2 separate regions of the Mus musculus genome follow, and region 2 is linked to region 1. Evidence: chromatin contacts called from public capture Hi-C data. All regions are on one chromosome and are shown on one strand. The core of a region is the stretch at or near the end of the contact, and the rest is flanking DNA. Distances in the headings are between cores, read along the strand shown.

Evidence for each region. Capture Hi-C pulls out chosen DNA fragments and counts their contacts.
Region 2: a contact with region 1 is called in a capture Hi-C map of embryonic stem cells, with 3 times the contacts expected there. The contact joins the promoter of Pnpla1 here to the promoter of Mapk13 in region 1. A contact is called at or near these places in 5 of 39 promoter capture datasets (the HPC-7 cell line, embryonic stem cells, liver and 2 more), 5 of 15 datasets of contacts at CTCF or cohesin (CD8 T cells, the G1E-ER4 cell line, embryonic stem cells and 2 more), 60 of 484 Hi-C or Micro-C datasets (B cells, the G1E-ER4 cell line, the HL-1 cell line and 25 more), 12 of 115 datasets of contacts at active chromatin or transcription factors (the HPC-7 cell line, bone marrow-derived macrophages, embryonic stem cells and 2 more) and 4 of 9 other capture datasets (adipose tissue, embryonic stem cells, liver and 1 more).

The regions. Positions count from the first base shown.
Region 1 is chr17:28,765,371-28,771,745 of GRCm38.p6, reverse strand. It overlaps Mapk13 (mitogen-activated protein kinase 13), which reads right to left and starts at 2,429. Exons shown (of 12, transcript NM_011950.2): 1 at 2,218-2,429; 2 at 1,606-1,735; 3 at 530-588. The coding sequence starts at 2,336.
Region 2 is chr17:28,855,483-28,862,122 of GRCm38.p6, reverse strand. It overlaps Pnpla1 (patatin-like phospholipase domain containing 1), which reads right to left and starts at 3,712. Exons shown (of 10, transcript NM_001034885.3): 1 at 3,052-3,712. The coding sequence starts at 3,256.

The sequences.
Region 1 (6,375 bases), core at 1,180-3,679:
GACTAGGATGTGAAGCCTGGCAGAAGCTGCCACTAACACCTGGAATTCTCAGGAACATCCAAACACCCATCCTTGCCCAGGCACCTGCCAGCAAAACCGGACACTTTGACACTTTGTAACAGCCAAACCCCATCAGCCAGATTGTCCGGGCTATCTGATCCTCACTTCCTTCTAGGGGAAAAAAAAACCCTCTAGGTATCATGAAGTCCAAAGTCACACCTGGCCACCAGGAATGGGTGAGGAGAGTCAGTACACACCCTGTGAGGGCCAGCAGCTCTTCTTGGTGCCAGGGTCTGATAACAAGGGTAGGAGCTGTGTAGACAGCTCTGGGGGGGGGGGGCAGGTACCCTACAGCCCTTCCACCCACAGCCAAGGGACCTCTCCAGGGAAGATCTCAATGTAAAAGCAGAGGCACAAGAACTGCTAGGTGGGGGGGGACGGACCCCTTTCTGCGCGGAAGCTACCCTGCCCCAAAGTATTCCCGAGCCAGCCTTAAGATCTGCCAACACCCCAATCCAGCCCGACTCACAAATCATGGAAGCTCCGAAGGGAAGACGCAGGGGTGAAGACATCCAGAAGCCCAATGACCTGGAGAGAGGCCACCAGTGAGGGTGCGCTGCCAACGCCATTCTTCCCTGTCCTGAGGGTCTCAGCCACCCAGGGCCACCATCCAGGTCACCCTCTGCTACGGAAGGTGGCCCCAGCTGGCATGGGAACAGTTTGGGGGCCCAGGCAGAAGAGGACATTTGCCTGGGCTGGAGAGATGGCTGAGAACAAGGTAAGTTTGATCCCAAATTTGGGGTTTGGGGTGAACAGTCCCACTTGTAACTAACAAATCTTGAGGGTCAAGGGGGGAAGAGGAGAGAAGGATGAGAACTCCAGGTCCTTGGGACTCTGGACCTCAGCTCTAGCCTTGGACCCCGGGTCTCTAGCCACATCTGTCAGTCTGTCCAGAGCTAGAGGCAAGTCCCCTCCACCTCGAAGCTGGAGGCCACTGAGGAAAGGTTATCTGAAAGGATTAGGGTTCACGATGTACAAGGCTCTATTTGAAATGGACCCTAGCCCTTCTGCCTGGCCCAGAGCTGGGTCACGGGGTCTGTTTCCATCAGACAGGATGGTCAAATGGTCAGGCACCAGGCTCTGCCTCCCGCCCCTTCCAACCTCAGCTCTGCCGCTGCAGAACCGGGGAAACCTTTCTGTGCCTTGGCATGTGTTACGGAGAGGATTATAAAAGTTAGCCAGCCCCCACCCCCGCATGCATTAAATACTCAGTATTTATTGTTAGACTTAGAGTGGCCAGAATGGAGGCAGCTTTAGCTCAAGTGCCCAGGCTCATCGGACTGGAGTCCTCACAGAACCAATCGCGAAGCTCCCCTGTGCCTACTTCCTCCTCACAATCAAGAAAAGGTTGTGTGTTTTCTGGGAAGCGAGCTGGGCAGGCCCTGGCATCTTCTCATTGGGCTCTCCTTAGAGAGCTGAGAAACCAGGGTGGAGCAGAGGAAGTTCTTTCTCCTGGCCCTGCGCGCACGACCCTGGGCAGGCCCCTCCTGGGCCCCTCTCCCTGCCCTCCGATCCCCGGCACATCCACACCCCGAGGCAGCCTACGTTCTCATGGTGCATGTGCTTCAAGAGCAGAAGCTCGCGGTAAGCGCGCTTGGCAAAGATCTCCGACTGGAAGGGCCGGCTCAGCTTCTTGATGGCCACCTTCTCCCCTGTCCGCTTGTCGATGGCCGAGCTGCGGGGTCACAGGCAGGTGAGGGGGAGGGGCGGCGCAAAGGGCCTAAACTGGAGATCCCTCCAGCCCTGTCCTAGGCCACCCCCATTCTGTGCTCCCCAGGCTGGCCGGAGACCAGCAGAAAGAGAGAGAGAGAGAGAGAGAGAGAGAGAGAGAGAGAGAGAGAGAGTGTGTGTGAGTAGGGGGCGACGCCAAGGAAGGGGCGGCAGAGCAAGGAGAGAAGCAGTTCTTGCTGACAGGATGCAGAGCAGGCCAGGAGTCCCTGCTCTGCGATTTGGCAAGTTCCCCTCTTGGGGCCTCATCTGCAACCGCAGGGATCTGTCCCACGAACTCCGAGATCCCTTTTAAAAAGTTACAGCCTTGGAGAACCAGATTCGCCAGCGACTCAACCCACAGGGGCCCCACTGCCACCGGGCTCACTCGGGGAGGCTGCCGAGGGGTGGCCCGTGGCTCCTCTGATTCCTGGGGTCCCCGGGTCTCACCACACCGCTCCATAGGCCCCGCTGCCGACGTGCGCGGGCGCCAGGTAGGTCTTGGGTAGCTCCCAGGCAGTCTTGTTGATGTCCTGCTTGTAGAAGCCCCTTTTCCGAGTGAGGCTCATCCCGGACCCCGTGGTGGCGGTCCTGCGAGGAGGTTGCGGTGGCTGCCCGCGGGCTCCCGGCCCGGGTGTCCCGCCGCGGTCCCCTCCCGCCCCGCGCCCGCTCCTCCCCCGTGGGGCGGCGCACCTGCCGCCTCGCCCAGGTACGTTCCCGCCCCGGCCCGCCCACCGCTCGCCCGCGCTCCGGACTCCGCCCATCACCGGCGAACGCCCCAGGCCCCACCAGCCACCTGCTGCAGGTGCTGAGGGAGGAGGGGGGTGCCCTGCGGGAAAGGGGTGCCTGCGAGGCTGCCTAGAGACTGTAGGAAGAGTTGGGAATGGGGTTAGGGCGCGGGGGGGGGGGCGCTCAACTTGTTGCTAGTTGGGCTAGTTTAAGAAATATACCCTTCACATGTAAGGCGTGGTGGCTCAGGTCTGTACTCAACACAGGAGATAGAGGCAGAGACAGGAGAATTGCTACGATTTTGAGTCCAGTTCAGTACATAGTTCAATGCCAGACTAGGTGAGACCCTGAGGAAGAAGGGAGAGGAGAGACTAGAGAGGAGAGATACAGAGAATGAACAGAGAAGGAAGAGAGGGATAGAAGAAAGGAGGGAGAGATAGAGAGGGTGGGAAGAGAGGGAAGGGGAGAAGAAGGGAGGAAGGGAGGGAGGAAGGAAGGATAGAGAAATAACGTCATTCTTGACTACGCAGTAAACTGGAGACCAGCATAGGTTACATAGTGAGACCCCACAGAAAGATGGAGAGGTTGTTCAGCAGGTTAGAGACTGCACCGCTCTTGAGGATGACCTGAGTTTGGCTTCCAGCACCCAGGTCATCATGCACATAGTTAAACAAAACAAATAAGCAAATAAATAAACAAAAATAGGCATCGTGGTGCACACGCCTTTAATCCCAGCACTTGGAAGGCAGAGGCAGGTGGATTTCTGAGTTTGAGGCCAGCCTGGTCTACAGAGTTCCAGGACAGCCAAGGCTACACAGAGAAACTCTGTCTCAACACCCCTCCTCCCAGAAAACCCTCCGGAGATCCCCAAACAACAACAACAACACAAGAACCCTACAATTCATGGGGTTCTACATGAGCTCCTGTGACCCCAGGACTCTTGTCTTTTCAGTAAGCAGGACTCTCAGATCCTAAGGCTCAGCGACTGACCAGGGCTCAGACTCTATTCCTCTTCCCCATTTTTCTGAAACAAACTCCAGGCATCCAATCCTTCTTCTCATGAGAGATTTGCTGTCTTACACCCAGAGTCGACGGCTGCTAATTCTACAGTCCCCAGAGTTCACAAAGATTTAAACATCCACCGGAGTTTGTTTGATACTGGTGGTGATGGTTTTGTTTTGTTTTTAGCTTTTTAAGATTAATTTATTTTATGTATATGAGTACACTGTAGCTGTCTTCAGACACACCAGAAGAGGGCATTGGATCCCATTACAGTGGTTGCTGGGAATTGAACTCAGGGCTTCTGGAAGAGCAGATAGTTCTCTTAACCGCTGAGCCATCTCTCCAGCCCGGTGGTGATGTTTTTATTGTTGTTGTTGTTGTTTTCTCGAGCAGGGTTTCTCTGTGTAGCCCTGGCTGTCCTGGAACTCACTTTGTAGACCAGGCTGGCCTCGAACTCAGAAATCCACCTGCCTCTGCTTCTCGAGTGCTGGGATTAAAGGTGTGTGCCACCAAGCCTGGCTGGTGATGGTTTTTTTTTTTTTTTTTTTTTTTTTTTTTTTTTTTTTTTTTTTTTCCATTTTTTATTAGGTATTTAGCTCATTTACATTTCCAATGCTATACCAAAAGTCCCCCTTACCCACCCACCCCCACTCCCCTACCCACCCACTCCCTGGTGATGGTTTTTAAGACAGTATCTCACTATGTACCTTAGCTGGCCTGGGACTTTCTATGTAGACTGGGCTGGTCTTTTACTCATAGATATTGCCCTGATTCTGCCTCCAGAGTAAATGTCTAATTCTGAGTATAGATCTTTGCTTGATTTCTAAGGCCACGTGAATGGCGTTGTCTTGGGTGGTCCCAGGGAGACTTTGTTCTCAATTTCAGTCATGCATGCCCTGGAACATGTCCCACCCTCTCTGGCTTCTCTGTGAAAGGGAAGGGAGCCAGCTTGCTTCATTGGTCAGAGGACAGAGGCTCACAAGAGAGCCATGTGCTAGCTGGGAGACCCATCAAGCTGTCTGCAGACCCCAAACGCAGCCACACGGTCTGCGACCACTGGGGAGAACAACCCCACAGACATGTTCTGGGCGGGGCATCTGTGTGTTACTCATCTTAAGAACATATCAAAGAATGTCTAAGAATGACCGAGTCAGCCCATTGGGTATGAAAAATTATCTAATAAACATACGTGCTTGCCATGTGCCAACCATTAGTGTGTTTTACATATTCCACTCCAGGGCAGAAGGCCAGTGAGTCAGGCTGAGCACCCTCGCCAGAGAGGTGACAAACAGACACAGAGGGCTTAAGTAATTAGCTAAAGGTCACAAGGCTGGAGACGGGCAGAGTGGGGTAAGGAAGCTGGCATGGTAGTCCCTGGAACAATGGTTTAATGGTGTCTCCAAATCAGTTGGAATCTTGCTAAGAATGTGACTTCTCAGTTCAGCCCGTTTCCTGCTCCATCTTTCTTCTGGTCCCAAGACCCCATGGGAAGACAAAGGAGGGGCAGACAGTAGGAGTTTGAGACCCTTTGGGTTGACGGTTCTGGATGAAGGAACCATGTTTCTGGAAGCCAGACTCTATGGCTGGTCATGGGCTACTGAGAGTTAGCCCTGAGAGATGCGCTCTCCTGGCTTGAGAGGAGAAAGAGGGCTAGAGTCTCTGTAACATGGGAGAGCTGAACTCAGAAAGGTAAGGAGCCCAGGAGAGCCACCCCCCCACTCCCCCCCCCTCGGCACAGCACAGCTGGCCACTCTCGGCTCCTCTTGAGCAAGGGTCAGGAAATGACTCGGGCCTTAGACTCAGCTGGCAATGACCCTCACCTTGGGCCTTGCTGGGCTTGGGTTGACTCAGTGGCCTGGCAGCCTGGGAGGGAGCTGCCTTCAATCCAGTGAGCAGAGTCACTGGAGGCAGAGGGGGAGGAGGAGGGAGGGAAGGAGGGCTAGGAAGAGAGGGGAGAGGAGGAGGGAGGGAAGGAAGGAAGGAAGGAAGGAAACAGAGGAAGAAGGAGTCACCAAGGGCATCATGGGTAGCTGAGTATTTTCTCTCTAGCTCTAAAGACTTCAGTCCCTCTCCCTCTGAGACACAAAAGACTTTAAAAGGAAACCTGAATTCCCAGCTTTGGTACATCCCTCTGTGTGACTTTAGACCAAAGTCCCAGCACATCCACCTGTGTGTCCTTGTAAAACGAGGTGACACAAAGGCGAAGGTAGAAGTTCCTTCCCTGTGAGGTTGTGTCCAGACAAACGTACCTTTCCCTCGTGCATTTGAAAATACTTTAAATTTTATTTATTTTATTGGTTATTTTATTTATTTACATTTCAAATGTTGTACCCCCTTTCCTGGTTTCCCCTCTGCAAACCCCCTATCTCATCTCCCCTCGCCCCTATTTTAAATTTTTTTTTTTTTTTGAGACAGGGTTTCTCTGTGTAGCCCTGGCTGTCCTGGAACTCACTCTGTAGACCAGGCTGGTCTTAAACTCAGAAATCTGCCTGCCTCTGCCTCCCAAGTGCTGGGATTAAAGGCGTGTGCCACCATGCTCGGCTGGGAGTTGAATATTTAAGACCTCTGCTTGCTCCTGTCAACCCCCACTCACTTCGACTTTGGTTGGCCCCACTCACTCTGGTCAACTCCACTCGCTCAGTCCCTGCTCTCTCCGGCCCAAAGATTTATTTATTATTATAAATCAGTACACTGTAGCTGTCTTCAGACCCACCAGAAGAGGACATCAGATCTCATTACAGATGGTTGTGAGCCACCATATGGTTGCTGAGAATTGAAGTCAGGACCTCTGGAAGAGCAGTCAGTGCTCTTAACCACTGAGCCATCTCTCCAGCCCACTTATTTGGGCTTTTGATATTAACATTCAGGGTAATGAGA
Region 2 (6,640 bases), core at 2,463-4,962, 89 kb before region 1:
GCTTGATATTCTGGCACTGGAGAGGCAGAGGTAGGAGGACTCCTGGGGCTTCCTAGCCAGTCAGTCTAGCCTTGTGAGTGAGTTTCAAGCCACGGGGACCAACTCAATGGAGGTGTACGATGTTTCTGAGCTTAACACCAAGGTTCTCCTCTGGCCTCCACATGTTTGACACATACACACATACACACACACACCTCACATACACACATACATACATCTCACACACTCATACACATACACATCTCATGTACACACACATTACACACATGAGACACACACATGCATACCACACACATACACACATATATCTTATGCACATAAACACACATACACACATCTCTCACAGACGCACATACACTCACACACATGCATATCTCATATCACATCAAACATACACCTCACACACACGTCACACATACACACAATATCACCACTCCTGTGTGTGTCTGGGCATTAAACTGTATAGTCACTTCAGAGAATTCTCCAGCATGGCATAGAAGAGCCCACCAAAGGCTACTCTTGAGTCTAAGGGCTTACACGCATCCTGGGGATGCCTGACTCCAGCCAGCTTGCTCACTCCAACATTGTTTACAATCACAGGACTTGGGGTATCCATCAACAAAGCAATGAACTGAGAGGAGGTTAATAGTAGTGGCACATGGAAACTTGAGTTCAGGCCCCCACTGAGCTGCTGATAACAGATCAACAGCCCAGTTAATCCATCCTCTATGTTCTCCCCAAAGTGCTTTCTTTCTTTAAAAAAAACCCAAAATTATATATATATATATATATATATATATATATATATATATATATGTATTATATATATGTATATATATAATTTTCTTTATTTTTGGTTTTGTTTGGTTTTGTTTTGAGACAGGTCTCTCTATATAGCCCTGGCTAACCTGGAATTCACTCTGTAGTCCAGGTTGACCTTAAATTCACAGAGATCTGCCTGCCTCTGCCTCTCATGCACCAGGATTAAAGGCCCGCCCCACCATGCCTCAGCCCAAAATATTTTCCAGCCCATCCTTCAGTGTATCAGGTCTGTCTTAAAAACTCCGGCCCCCATGCTAACCCCTCAGCCACAAAGCCAGCATCCCACGGGAGTCCACTCTGCCAAGCAGCGATATGGTTTAAGTCATTCAAGCGTCCACTCTGGACAGACTAGGTTCCGGTTGAGTGCCCCACCTACTGTCTATACCACCTCGGGCTGTATTAGTGTCCTGTGACTCTGTTTCCTTCTTTATATAAAGGGAGATAATAACAGTTTCCCCCTCGGAATGGGGCTGTAAAGTCTGGATGAGTTAATATACTAAGAACTTTAAACAGGATGTGATACAAAGGGTATTCCGGTTATCAGGAAATCATGGGGCAGTAAATGACTGAACAAGATTGGTCCGTACACCTCACCCCTCCTTACATACTGCTATCCTCATGACCCATGCTGGGTCTAGGGCTTGATCCCTCCTAAAGTCCTCTTCATGACTTCCTCCCGTGCCCTGTAGTCCAGGGTGGCCTCAGGCTGGCTAAGCAGGTTTCTTATTTCTCCTATTGAACAAACTGAATCGATCCTAAAAGGTCTTGCTATAAACTTACTGGGAATATAGATACTGTTTTCTGAGACAAGGTTTTTCTGTGTAGCCTTGACTGTCCTGGAACTCACTCTGTAGACCAGGCTGGCTTTGAACTCAAGAGCTGCAACTGCCTCTGCCTCCTGAGTGCTGGGATTAAAGTCTGAAACGGTATATTTTTAAGAACTTACTATAAGGCAGCAGAGGCCAAGGCTAGGGGTGTGGTTCACTGGGAAGGGTGTTGGCCTAGCCTGTGCGAAGCCTTAGGTTCAATTCCCAGTACCACAAACATGGGCATGAAGTGTAGGTTAGCCCGGAAGAGCGGAGGCAGGAGGATCAGGTTATCCTCAACTGCATAGAGAGTTCAAGGCTAGATCCAATAACTGACACCTCAGAGCTCACTCATCCCCTAGTTGGTTTCTACTCTGGCCCCTCCAACCCAGCAGTCAGGCGTCCTTAAAACCCCCAAATTAGACAGTTGACAGTTTCCAGCACTCCGTGCCCCAGTCATGAAACAGTTCACTCCTATCCATCAAGTTCCTCCTTGGACAAACCCAGGTCAGGCCACCACGGGGCAGAAACCGGAAGACAGGGAGCTCAGCAACTGGCTTTTGTGTGCACAGAATTGAATACCAGGGCTAGGACTCAGTTTGGGGGCAGACTTGGCACCCCACAGGTGCATCAGCACTGGGTTGGAGCTGGCTGATACAGTCTCAAGTCACCAGATCCCTGATCCCTCCGTTGCTTCCTCCAACCTCAGCCCCAGTCCTCCTCCCCCAGGTCTGTCCCCCGGGGCCCAGAAATGTCCTTTCTCTAAATGTCTTACTTTGTGCAGTCTCCACCTAGATGCCTCCTCCTCAACATGGCCCACCCCCCCAAACATCTTTGGAACACGGTCCCCTTTCCCCCTTTAGCCCCAGCCGGGTGCAATTTGTTCACAGACACCCCCCACCCCCATCCCTTCCATCATGACACGAGAGACGTCTCCATTCGGAATTTTGCTGTCTTTTCTCTCTAGAACATTCTAGAACTTCACAGGGGCTCTACATTACAGCCTGGCATCGAGCAGGTGGGGGTTGGCCGGGCCAAGAAGGCTGTTGCTCATAGCCCTGGGTCAGCACTGTGGCCTCTGGCCCACCGGGGCACAGCTGAAGCTCCCACACTGTGTCCCACATCTGTCACCAGCTTCTCCTCAACTCAGGGTTTGCATGTTGGGAACCCCTCCTCCTCACTGGGAAGTTGAGGCAGTGTTTACAATTTAAAAGAAGCCTCGCCCATGGAGGAGGAGGAGGACGGAGGACGTGTGTGTGTGTGTGTGTGTGTGTGTGTGTGTGTGTGTGTGTGTGAAGGGGGACTACCCTGGCTGCCAGGCTTTCCCGCCTCTCTCCCCGTGCACTTCCAAGCTTGTCCAGGGTCTGTTCTGAGAAGCCCCCTCCAGCAGCCCCCTTCAAAGACACCAGAATAAAAGTCTTACCCATCTCAATCCCGCAGACGACCAAGGCCGCAATCACCGCTCCCGCTGACGTCCCTGCAAAGCGATGGGCTGTGTCCAGCATCCTCGGGGCCAGATCTCGCAGAGCATCCACGGCCCCAGCCTGGTAGTAGGAAAGGAACCCGCTCCCGGAGAAGGAGATGGAATGAGGGGTATCTGGGTCTCCTTTGAACACCTGTTCGTCCATGTTCGGGGTCTATGGCCTCCCAGCGGAGGAAGAACCCACACCTGTCTGCCTTGGCTCAGTATCTCCTTCTCCCCCAGCCAAGAGCAGGGAATGTGGCAACTCTACCAGCCCAGTCAGGCATCCACGGGTGGTTCATCCAGCCACTGCCTGGGCCTGTTTAGCTCTGCTGAGAGGTACCCCGGAAGGGCTGATAGGGATCCCCAGGTACTGGATGAAATGTAGACAGTCCTTAGAGTCATGGGCAGGGGCGTGGTCCTGCAGACCCCTTGCTCACTTCATGCCCTTGCTAGACTTCTGTCAGGTACAGGCTCTTCAGCGCTCTCCACCCATCCGGAGCGCACCTAGGAGCGGGGCATTCCCTGCACCCTGCTCTGGACGGTGTCCACAGAGGCGGTGCCTCTCAGCATCCAGTTGCAAAATCTCTGCCTCGCCCTGTGCCTCCCTCACTGACAGGCTGCTCTTCACTGACAGGACGCAGAGTTACACGCCACGCCCCCTATCCGCCACGCCCCCTCCCCAGCCTGTGTTCCCCTCACTTCCATTGTGGGCTGCAGGATGGCTTTGGCTTTCAATGGGGAGGAGCAACTCATACCACCCCATGCCCCTCCCCCACCCCATTCAGACTCTGGAAAGTTCTTACACAAAACACCTCTCTATTTATTCTTACCTTAGGATTGGCTCTGGGCAAAAACTGTAACAGAGAAGTATGGCTCTGGGTGTTTGCCCTGGTTTGCTTTCCATTGCTGTGATAAAACACCGTGACCAAAAGCAACTTGGGGAGAAAAGGGTTATTTCAGCTCACAGTTTAAGGTTCATCATGAAAGTCAAGGCAGGGCGAGAGGAACCAATGCAGGTTTGCTCCCCCATCGCTACACGCTGTCTCCTTCCTTCCTTCCTTCCTTCCTTCCTTCCTTTCTTTCTTTCTTTCTTTCTTGTAAAGATTTATTTAGTACACTGCATCTTCAGACACTCCAGAAGAGGGCGTCAGATTTGTTACGAGGATGGTTGTGAGCCACCATGCGGTTGCTGGGATTTGAACTCAGGACCTTTGGAAGAGCAGTCACTACTCTTAACCGCTGAGCCTTCTCTCCAGCCCCCAACCTGCTTTCTTACACAGACTCAGACCACCTGCCTAGGAATGGCACCGCCCACAGTGGGCTGAGCCTTCTTCCATCAATCATTAATCAAGAAAATACCCTATAGACTTGCCGATCTGATGGCGGCCGATCTGATGGCGGCAACTCCTCCAATGAGAGTCCCTCTTCGCAGCGTCCATCAGTAACCAGCCAGAAGTCGCCAGCCTCCTTCCTACCTCTTCTTATTCTGTCATCTCCCTGTCCCTGGCCTGGTCCGTGCAGGTCTTCTCTCTTGCCTCTCAGTCCTGTGCCAGCTCCAGAGGCCTGAAGAGGGTATCCGATGCCCTGCAGCCGGAATCACAGGCAGTTGTGAGCTGCCTGATATAGGTGCTGGGAACTGAACACCGGTCCTCAGGGAGAGAGCATCATGTCTTCAGCTGGAGTGCTGTCTCTTGGGTGTGCAGGAGGGAAGAGGACAGCGAGCTTGGTCATTCCAAGATGGCCACATGAATAGATAGCTTGTGGATGGGGGTCAGGGGTCGGGGGTCATGAGGTCTCATGTGGGGTGTCTGGGTCTCCTCATCAGGGTCAGGGCAGAGAGATGTTTTGGTAAGGGACAGGGGCTTGGGGACCAGGGTTAGCTCTAGGGCTACTCAGCATGATTTCTGAGAGGAGGGATTTTCTCACCCAAAAAGGTCACTGCGGATCACTAAGGCAGCAAAAAGCTTTCCTAGTCCCCTCCTTCCCGTCCTCCTCCCTCTCCCCTACTTCTTCCTCTTCTCTGCTCTCCCTCCTCCTCCTCTGCATCCTCCCCTCTTCCCACTCCTCCTCTTTCCCCTCCTCTCCCTCCTCCCACTCTTCCTCTGACTTTTCTCCCTCCTCCTTCTCCTCCTCCTTCTCCTCCTCGTTCCCCTCCCCCTCCTCCCCTGCCTTCTCCCCACTCCACCTTTCCTTTATCCTCCGTCTCTCCCTGTCCTCTCCCTCCTCTTCCATATTCTCCCTCCTCCTTTTTCTCTTCCCTCCTCTCTTTCCTCCTCCACCCTCACAGCCATCACTGTCACTGTCACCATCACCCCATGGTAGCAGGACCAGAATTAGAACTGAGACAAGTTGTCTCTCTCCTAGTCCCAGTTGGCCCCAGCCACTCTATAGGTGGGGACAATGATGTCTTTCCTGGAGTTCCTGTCAACTGATGATTTCATTGATCCAAACTGGCAATACAGAGTCCAGCACCCACTAAGGAGGGAGCCTTCCAGGGTTCCATCTTACACAGAGCTTCAGACATGTAATTGTCAGATTTGGAAGGCAGGTTGTGTGTGTGTGTGTGTGTGTGTGTGTGTGTGTGTGTGTGTGTGTGTGTGTGTCGGGGACATGTAACAGGAAGAAGCCAATGGCTTTTGGCAATGAGAACAAGGAGAAATGCCGCCTCAACTCCCCCAGACCACAGACCAGATACTGACAGGTTTCCTGGGACTCTGACAAGCAACTGTGAAGTAACCAGAGATGCAGCCAAGGCGCCCTGTAATTAACTGCTACATTGTGCAAGGCTAGATTGCCTCAGGAGGAACAAAGAGGGAGGGAGAGAGGGCAGGTTGAGCTATGACATCAGAAGCTGGGGACTGGAGACTAGAGATGGGGGAGCAGTGTGCAGGGCAGGGGACAGCTCTGGGCTTCCTTTGGAGGGAGGCATGATGAACTCAGGGGCATGGGAGGGGCTCTTGGGGTCAGACAGACAGGTTGACTCCCTGGCTCTGTACTGCTGTTTACACGCAGTGGGACCCGCACAGTACACCTGGATTTTCCTCATTTGCAAAACAGGCAGCAGTAGTTCTCAAGCTTGACAGGAGTTACAGAGGTGACAGATAAAGGCTATGCCTGGCAGGTGACAGGCCTGTCACTATCAGAAGGCAATAGAGGCCAAGGTTTCTGTAAAAGATGGATCCTAGAGTCTGTGGAAGAGAAGAGTAAGTAGGTCAGAAGGGACACATGTGACCTCCACTGCGCGGGGCGGGGGACCTTTGGAGGACACTCCAGCTGGAGAGTCGTGGAAGGGAGGACAGATTAGGGTCGGTGATCCAGGAAGATGAATGGCTGGAGGGTGAGTCAGCAAAGCTATTGCCACAGAGCCTTGGATGTGGGACTGGCTGGGTGAGCAAGGTGATTCACGGATAATGCCTGGTTTTCTGCCTGTGGCTAGGGAGAGACAGGGTGCCTGTGGCAGACCCAGAAACTGGGACACTGGTGAGGAAACTGGATGAAGATTTTATCTATCTGTCTGTTTGTCCATCCGTCCATCTTAAGATTTAGG